Regions from separate parts of the Mus musculus genome. Here region 2 is linked to region 1. Evidence: chromatin contacts called from public HiChIP or PLAC-seq data. All regions are on one chromosome and are shown on one strand. The core of a region is the stretch at or near the end of the contact, and the rest is flanking DNA. Distances in the headings are between cores, read along the strand shown. Region 1 has its middle 22 kb from the start of Gadd45g. Region 2 overlaps Syk (spleen tyrosine kinase).

What was found. HiChIP or PLAC-seq counts read pairs in DNA pulled down with a chosen protein or histone mark.
Region 2: a contact with region 1 is called in an H3K27ac HiChIP or PLAC-seq map of T-cell acute lymphoblastic leukemia, with 9 times the contacts expected there. The contact joins two enhancer-like sites. A contact is called at or near these places in 1 of 39 promoter capture datasets (embryonic stem cells), 7 of 15 datasets of contacts at CTCF or cohesin (CD8 T cells, the NIH/3T3 cell line, embryonic stem cells and 3 more), 154 of 484 Hi-C or Micro-C datasets (the 4T1 cell line, the 63-12 cell line, the AML12 cell line and 87 more), 10 of 115 datasets of contacts at active chromatin or transcription factors (T-cell acute lymphoblastic leukemia, bone marrow-derived dendritic cells, bone marrow-derived macrophages and 6 more) and 2 of 9 other capture datasets (adipose tissue and embryonic stem cells).

What each region holds. Positions count from the first base shown.
Region 1 is chr13:51,822,578-51,825,806 of GRCm38.p6, forward strand. No RefSeq gene overlaps it. Among named protein-coding and RNA genes, the nearest start is that of Gadd45g, 22 kb to the right of the region's middle. Within about 2 kb of position 1,459, at least 18 of the 459 cell types and tissues checked have an H3K27ac peak or open chromatin away from gene starts, as enhancers often do. A contact at or near this core is called in T-cell acute lymphoblastic leukemia, where this site is marked.
Region 2 is chr13:52,616,022-52,618,978 of GRCm38.p6, forward strand. All of the region lies in intron 3 of Syk (spleen tyrosine kinase), which reads left to right. Among named protein-coding and RNA genes, the nearest start is that of Syk, 21 kb to the left of the region's middle. Within about 2 kb of position 1,305, at least 18 of the 459 cell types and tissues checked have an H3K27ac peak or open chromatin away from gene starts, as enhancers often do. A contact at or near this core is called in T-cell acute lymphoblastic leukemia, where this site is marked.

The DNA of each region.
Region 1 (3,229 bases), core at 209-2,708:
AGCATGGGCCTGCAGGAGGCACCCCCTTCCCCCATATCTTACCACACCTCCACCAAACATACTCTCTCTCTCTTTCTCTTTTTATAAGACACAACAGCCTCTGTGGGCACTGTACACATATGGTGACCAGACATAAAGTGCTCACAAAACATCTATGTACATAAAAAAAGCATTTAAAAAATAAGGTGGATAACGTACTGGAAGACCTCTCTGGTCTCCACATGTATCTGTATGGGCAGCTATGCTTATGCACCATATATACACATTCATGTGCTCATACACACATATACACACACATACATACATATGAACACTCACAACCACTCACAACACACCCATGTATACACACATGCACACCCACATGCACAAACATACACATACACACACATAAATGCACACGTACATAAACACATACATAGGCATATACATACACACACACACACACAAACATACATGCACAAACCTCCCTCATCCCTCACATGGTCCAGCTGGACCATGTACCTCAGGGTCCTCACCTGGGAAGGCACAGCTAAGCAGGATCGCCTGTCTTTTGGGCTTACCACGCTCTAGGCATTAACTGCAACCTCTGTCTCCTTTCCATCTCAGAAACTACAATGGTTTCTTTGGGTAGGGGAATGAAATTGTAGCCCCGGGGGGAAAGGAATAAAGAGATTAAAACCAGACATCAAAATTGGAATAAAGATCCAGAAAAAAGCAATTAAGATCCAGCATTGCTGCGTGGGTAAACATTTACCTGACACGCAGGGACCGCTGTCTGAGAGGGAGAAGCTGGCCTGTTGTTTAAAGTGCTTTAAAACCAAGGAGCCGACAGCTTTGTTTTCTGACTTTAATGAGCTGTTTAGGGGAGTTTCAGATTTTAGGGGAATCCTGTAATAGTTGAAACATTTTCCCTTCACCAGCTGGGAAACTGGGCATCCTTAGAGGCTCTTCTGTGGGTTCCCGGAGCAGCAGCAAGAATGGCACCTTATGTGACTCTTTCCTACGGAGATGTGACAATACGCATTTACTCCTCCTGAAAGCGAACCCAGGGCAGACCAAAGTCCAAGCGGGGGAAATCATGATTAGTTTCTCCTGGGGCTCCTAACAGGAAAATGCTAACAGGGGTGACTTACGGGACAGAAATGGTTCAGAAACTGGGCATCTCTGAAGATCCCACCTCGTCCATGGAAGCTACAGCCCTGGTGCACTCTGCTTGATGGGCGGCTCCACAGGACAGGGAGACCCTTCTCCTGGCAGCCCAGGCAGACCTACTCCCCCCACCCCCATCATCCCTCAGCTAACTGCTTACTGCTTCCATAAGCTTAAGGAACGGCTCTCTGGGATCTCTCATTAGGTTCCCCAAGACATGTGAAATTTGTTTACTTTCTGAATCTCATGAGCCTTCCACTTCACCCTCGGGGGAATTTTTAGCTAGGAGGAAGTTAATATACAACACACCTCTTCCCACTCTGGGGAAAAATGAACCTTTCAGAGGAAGGTTTCCTCTGAGTCGGGGGATGGGGGACAGGGAAAGGCAAAGAGGGAGAGGTTCTAAGGGGGCTTCGCTTTGGGAACATTACTTCCTGGGGAGACTACTTAAAGGCAAACTGTTAGATAAAGTTCCCAATAAAGACATTGCTCTCAGTGCCCAGAGCAAGGGGGTCCCGTGGAAACTTTTACCACAGTTCTCTTTGGCCACTGTGACCTTTGACCTTTCCTTCTATTGTTCTGAAGTAGGCCAGCAGACATGACTGCTGCTGTTGCTCTGCCTGAAGTGTATTAGAAGAGGTGGTTTACAGACAGACAGACAGACAGACAACAGCATGGAGCGGAGTGTCTCTGAGGATACTTCAAGTCCCATCGTCTGAAACATTCAGGGTGGCAGCGAGCATCTGTAGGGAGGAGTCAGGGCCCACATGGCCGAGGTGGGTTATAGTTTTATAGCTCTCTGAGGATGGGTGGTTTCACAGTCCTGGTTTAGATCCCAGGCAGGGGGCAGGAAAGGGGTGGGGAGCAAGCCTGCAGGACCCGCTTTGATGTAAACTCACTTCCCAGGTGCAAGACCCTGTGGGCTCAGAAGGCTGTTAGCTAGAGACTCACAATATTTTAGTAGGGTGGCTGTGGAGGTCTTGAAAGAGGAAGGGCTGCGGGGCGTTGCATTGTAACACTGCATTCTTACAGCAAGGAGGCTCATGATTGTCTGAAACTCCAGCTCCAGGAGATGGGACGCCCTTTTCTGGCCTCTGTGGGCACCTGTACTCATATGCACATATCCTCTTACTCCTCCAATCCCCCACCGGCACACACAGACACATAGACACACACACGCACACACACATACAAATAAAAAGACCACATCAGATAACCCAGGCCCAGGGAATCCATCACACACACCAGCCTTACTAAGTGTAAAACCCTCACCTGGATTTTACAGAGAGGACGTCACCTATCATTGGATGGTCAGTGGTCCAGTGTTCTATTCACATCAAGGGCGAAGACCCCCTGACTGTCTTTGGGCTTTTAGCTCAACATGGTCTGTACTCCTGGTATGGCCTACTGAAATTCTGTCCTGCTTATTCGTCTAGACATGCTCCTACATCTTGCCCCATGATCCTGTGGTCCTGCAGATGCCCTCCGCGGTCCGTGGCCTCCATGCTCCATGGCCTCGAATCTGCAGCTCCACTTGATGTGGAAGCCTAACAAATCCTTACTCTGTAGCCAGCCTTGCCTCTGATGGATCTCCTAACCCTGCAGTCACTTTCCAGCTAGGCTTCTATGAGCCCCTTCGGTTCTGCTCCGGTCTCCATAGCCCCTTTGAAGCCACTCTAAACTACACAAATGCACATAGATAGCTATGCACATTTAGATATATTTACGGTGTGATGTATAACATGTGACCAGGGAGTTAATATTACTAAGGAAGGTCAGAATGAAAGAACCTGGTCTGCAGAGATGGCTCAGTAGTTACTAGAGCCCGCTGCTCCATCATTGAGGTCTGACTTCTGATGCCAGCTCACAAACTCCCACCAATTCCAAGGGATCCAACACCCTTGTCTGGCTTCCACTGACTCCAGTGCACACACATGCATGTACACTTATATAGACAACGACACACAGACACATGAATGAAAAATATTTTAAATTAGCTTATAAAATGAAAGAAGCTGTGTTTTTCAACATCGGCTATTCTTTTGGACATGAAGCCAATAAGGCTTCTTTCCTTGTTCAC
Region 2 (2,957 bases), core at 55-2,554, 790 kb after region 1:
GGGGACTGTGGTAGACCTGTGCTCCCTACATCCACCGATGTTTCCAATCAACTCTAAAGAACGCCTACCTTCCCCTTGTCCTTCAGAGGAAGTGTGGGCTCCTTACTGCAGCCTCTCCAGCCTGCTTAATGTCTGTTGCCTCTCCTCCCCCATGTCACGTGGGCCTGTCACCATGTTTCTTCTCATATTAACTTTTGTTTGATCTCTGTCTAATCTGTCCTTTTTTTGCTCATTAACTTTTAAAAAATAGTTACATCTTTCAATGTCCAGAAATTAAATTTGGAGTAGGGTTTGTTTACTTTTCACAATTGTTCCTCGGCATTTTTAGGAGCATCTCGTTGGTTGGTTGCTGATTCCTGTTTTGTTTCTTTAAGCGTTCCATGCATCATCGCTAGTTTGTATCCCATCTCATAGTTTTAATACTGAGCATATCCAGGTATACATATAATTTTCCTCCATGTCTCTCTCTTATCCGATGCCTCTTTTATCATAACTCATGTTTACTTACATCTGGGGTGACCTTTTTGAGTTCATATTTGGTTGATACTCATCTGTGGGGATGCAGAATGCCCTGTGCTCAAGTGCTTTCCTTCAGGATTCAAGTGGCGGCTGCTACCCTAAAGGCTGGCTCCTGCCCACTGTAGTGCTGGTAACTGTGTTTGTCCTCAACTCCACTAACACTGGTGTGTGTGTGTGTGTGTGTGTGTGTGTGTGTGTGTACATGCACATGCAAATGTATGCAGGTGTACATGATAGTGCATACATACAGAGGGTAGAGGTCAACCTTATATGTTACTTCTCAAGAGCCAACCACATTGCTCCTTCAAAAAGTGTCTCTCACTAGGACCTGGGGCTCATCAATTGGGCTAGGTTTCCTGGCCAGTGAGTCTCAGGGATCTGTCTCTCTCCACCTCCCTAGTGCTGGGATTTAAAGGATATGCCCCCTGCCCCACCCTCGCTTCCATCTCCTCCCACTTGCTCAGCAAGCATTTTACTGACTGGACTATCTCCTCCTCAGCCCCAAGCTCGTGCTGTTGCTTTCATTTGCCAAACAAGTTTGCCTCCTCAAGTTCCAGCTTACGGGGTGATCTATGCCTACTTTTCAAAATTATATTGTGGGCATCAAAGAAACCCTTCTCTTTGTTCGTTAAGGAATGAGACAGTAACTGTTGTGAGCCTCCTGGGCCACGGCGAAAGCCGAGTTCAGTCAGTCAGTCAGTCTGTCTTCCCACACTGGTATGGGTGATCAAAGCAGGTCATTCATTTGATCTGTGTGGGTTTGCCACCAGGGCGATCAAAAGAAGCATCCTAGCCCGTCTGAAGGGAAAGTTCAAAGACAGCCGTGGACTGATGTCAGTGTCAGTTTACTGATGCTGCTCAGAGGCCCTGGGAAGCTGGAAGAGAAGCCACAAAAAAGAATCTCTACCTAGGGACTGGAGCAGAAAGACAAAGAGAAAGCAGCGAGGGGCTGGGTGTATGCCTGCCTATCTTGTACAGACCAGCTGTCAGCCTCAGGAGATAGTCCCCCTGGGAGCTGTCCACCCATGAGATAGTCCCCGGGAGCTGTCCACCGAGTTCACCCTGGAACCTGGGGCTTGTTGATTATGCTAGGACATCTACTACCTGCAAGTCCCAGAGATCCACCTGCCTCTGCCTCTGCCTCTGCCTTCCCAGCACAGGGACTGTAAGCAAAATCATGACACTTGGCTGTGTTTGTTTGCTGTTTGTTGTTTGGGGAGCTTGCTAACTGGCTTGCTTGTTTGTTTTTGTTTTTCTTTGGTGGTGGTGGTGGGGGAGGGTTTCAAGACAGGGTTTCTCTGTGAAGCCCTGGCTGTCCTGGAACTCACTCTGTAGACCAGGCTGGCCTTGAACTCAGAGATCCGCCTGCCTCTGCCTCCCGAGTGCTGGGATCAAAGGCGTGCGCCACCACTGCTTGGCTTGTTTGTTTGCTTTAATAGGGATTCTAAAGGTTGAACTCAGATCATCCTGGTTGCAAGACAAGCACTTTTCCTACTGCACCCTCTCCACAGTGCAGGGAGAGATGATTGTGGAAGATGTTTCAGAAGACGCATGGGTAGAGAACACAAGTTTGGCATGCCTCAGATCTGGTTTGCTTTAGGGACCGATCTTGCTTTCAGGATCTGCACAGACAACACCCAGTGTTGCTACTTCAAGGTGTTGGCAGGCACAGCGTTTCTGTACCAAATGTCACTTATTCCAGGATCCCTGTCTCCTGTTTTCCTAGCCTTCTTGGAAAGGCTACTGTGCATTCTTAGCTCTGAGCAATGATCATTTTCCCACCTATTATTCCCCTCTCTCTTCACCTCTCTTTCCTTCCCCTCCTCTTCCCCCGCCCATCTTCCATCCTCTCTCCTCCTGCCCATTCAGACATTTTCCCTCCCCTTTCAACTCTGACCCCATCACAGATGCCCCTGGACGATAGCCACAGAGACTGAGTGGTACTCAGGCTGGAGTGAACCTGCTGTCCTGCTCTCTCTGTATCAGATGCAGACCGCATCCCTAGAGTTTTACACACCGAAGCCTTCAGTATCTCATTATCTCCCAGGCCCTCCACTCACTGCCTGGTCTCACCACCACCCACACATTCTTTTACCCTGGAGGGCACACAAAGGTAGAGAAGAGGGTTAAGCCCTTCCAGCAAAAGTCACACCCTCCTCTCTCACATCTATGAGGGGCAAGTTCAAGGTCTGTCTGCCGAGCATGCACGTACATACACATACACATTTCCTCCTACTACTTACCGAACTTCCCTCTCCTTACCGCTCCTCTTACCCTCCCCCTTACCCTCCCTCTCCTCCTCCTCTCTCTCTCCCCTTACCTTCCCACTTCCCCTTCTTCCCCCTCCTTTCTTTCTCTCTCTCTCTCTCTCTCTCTCTCTCTCTCTCTCTCTCTCTCTCTCTCTCTCTCTCTGTATTCTATGCCTACTTATGTGTGTT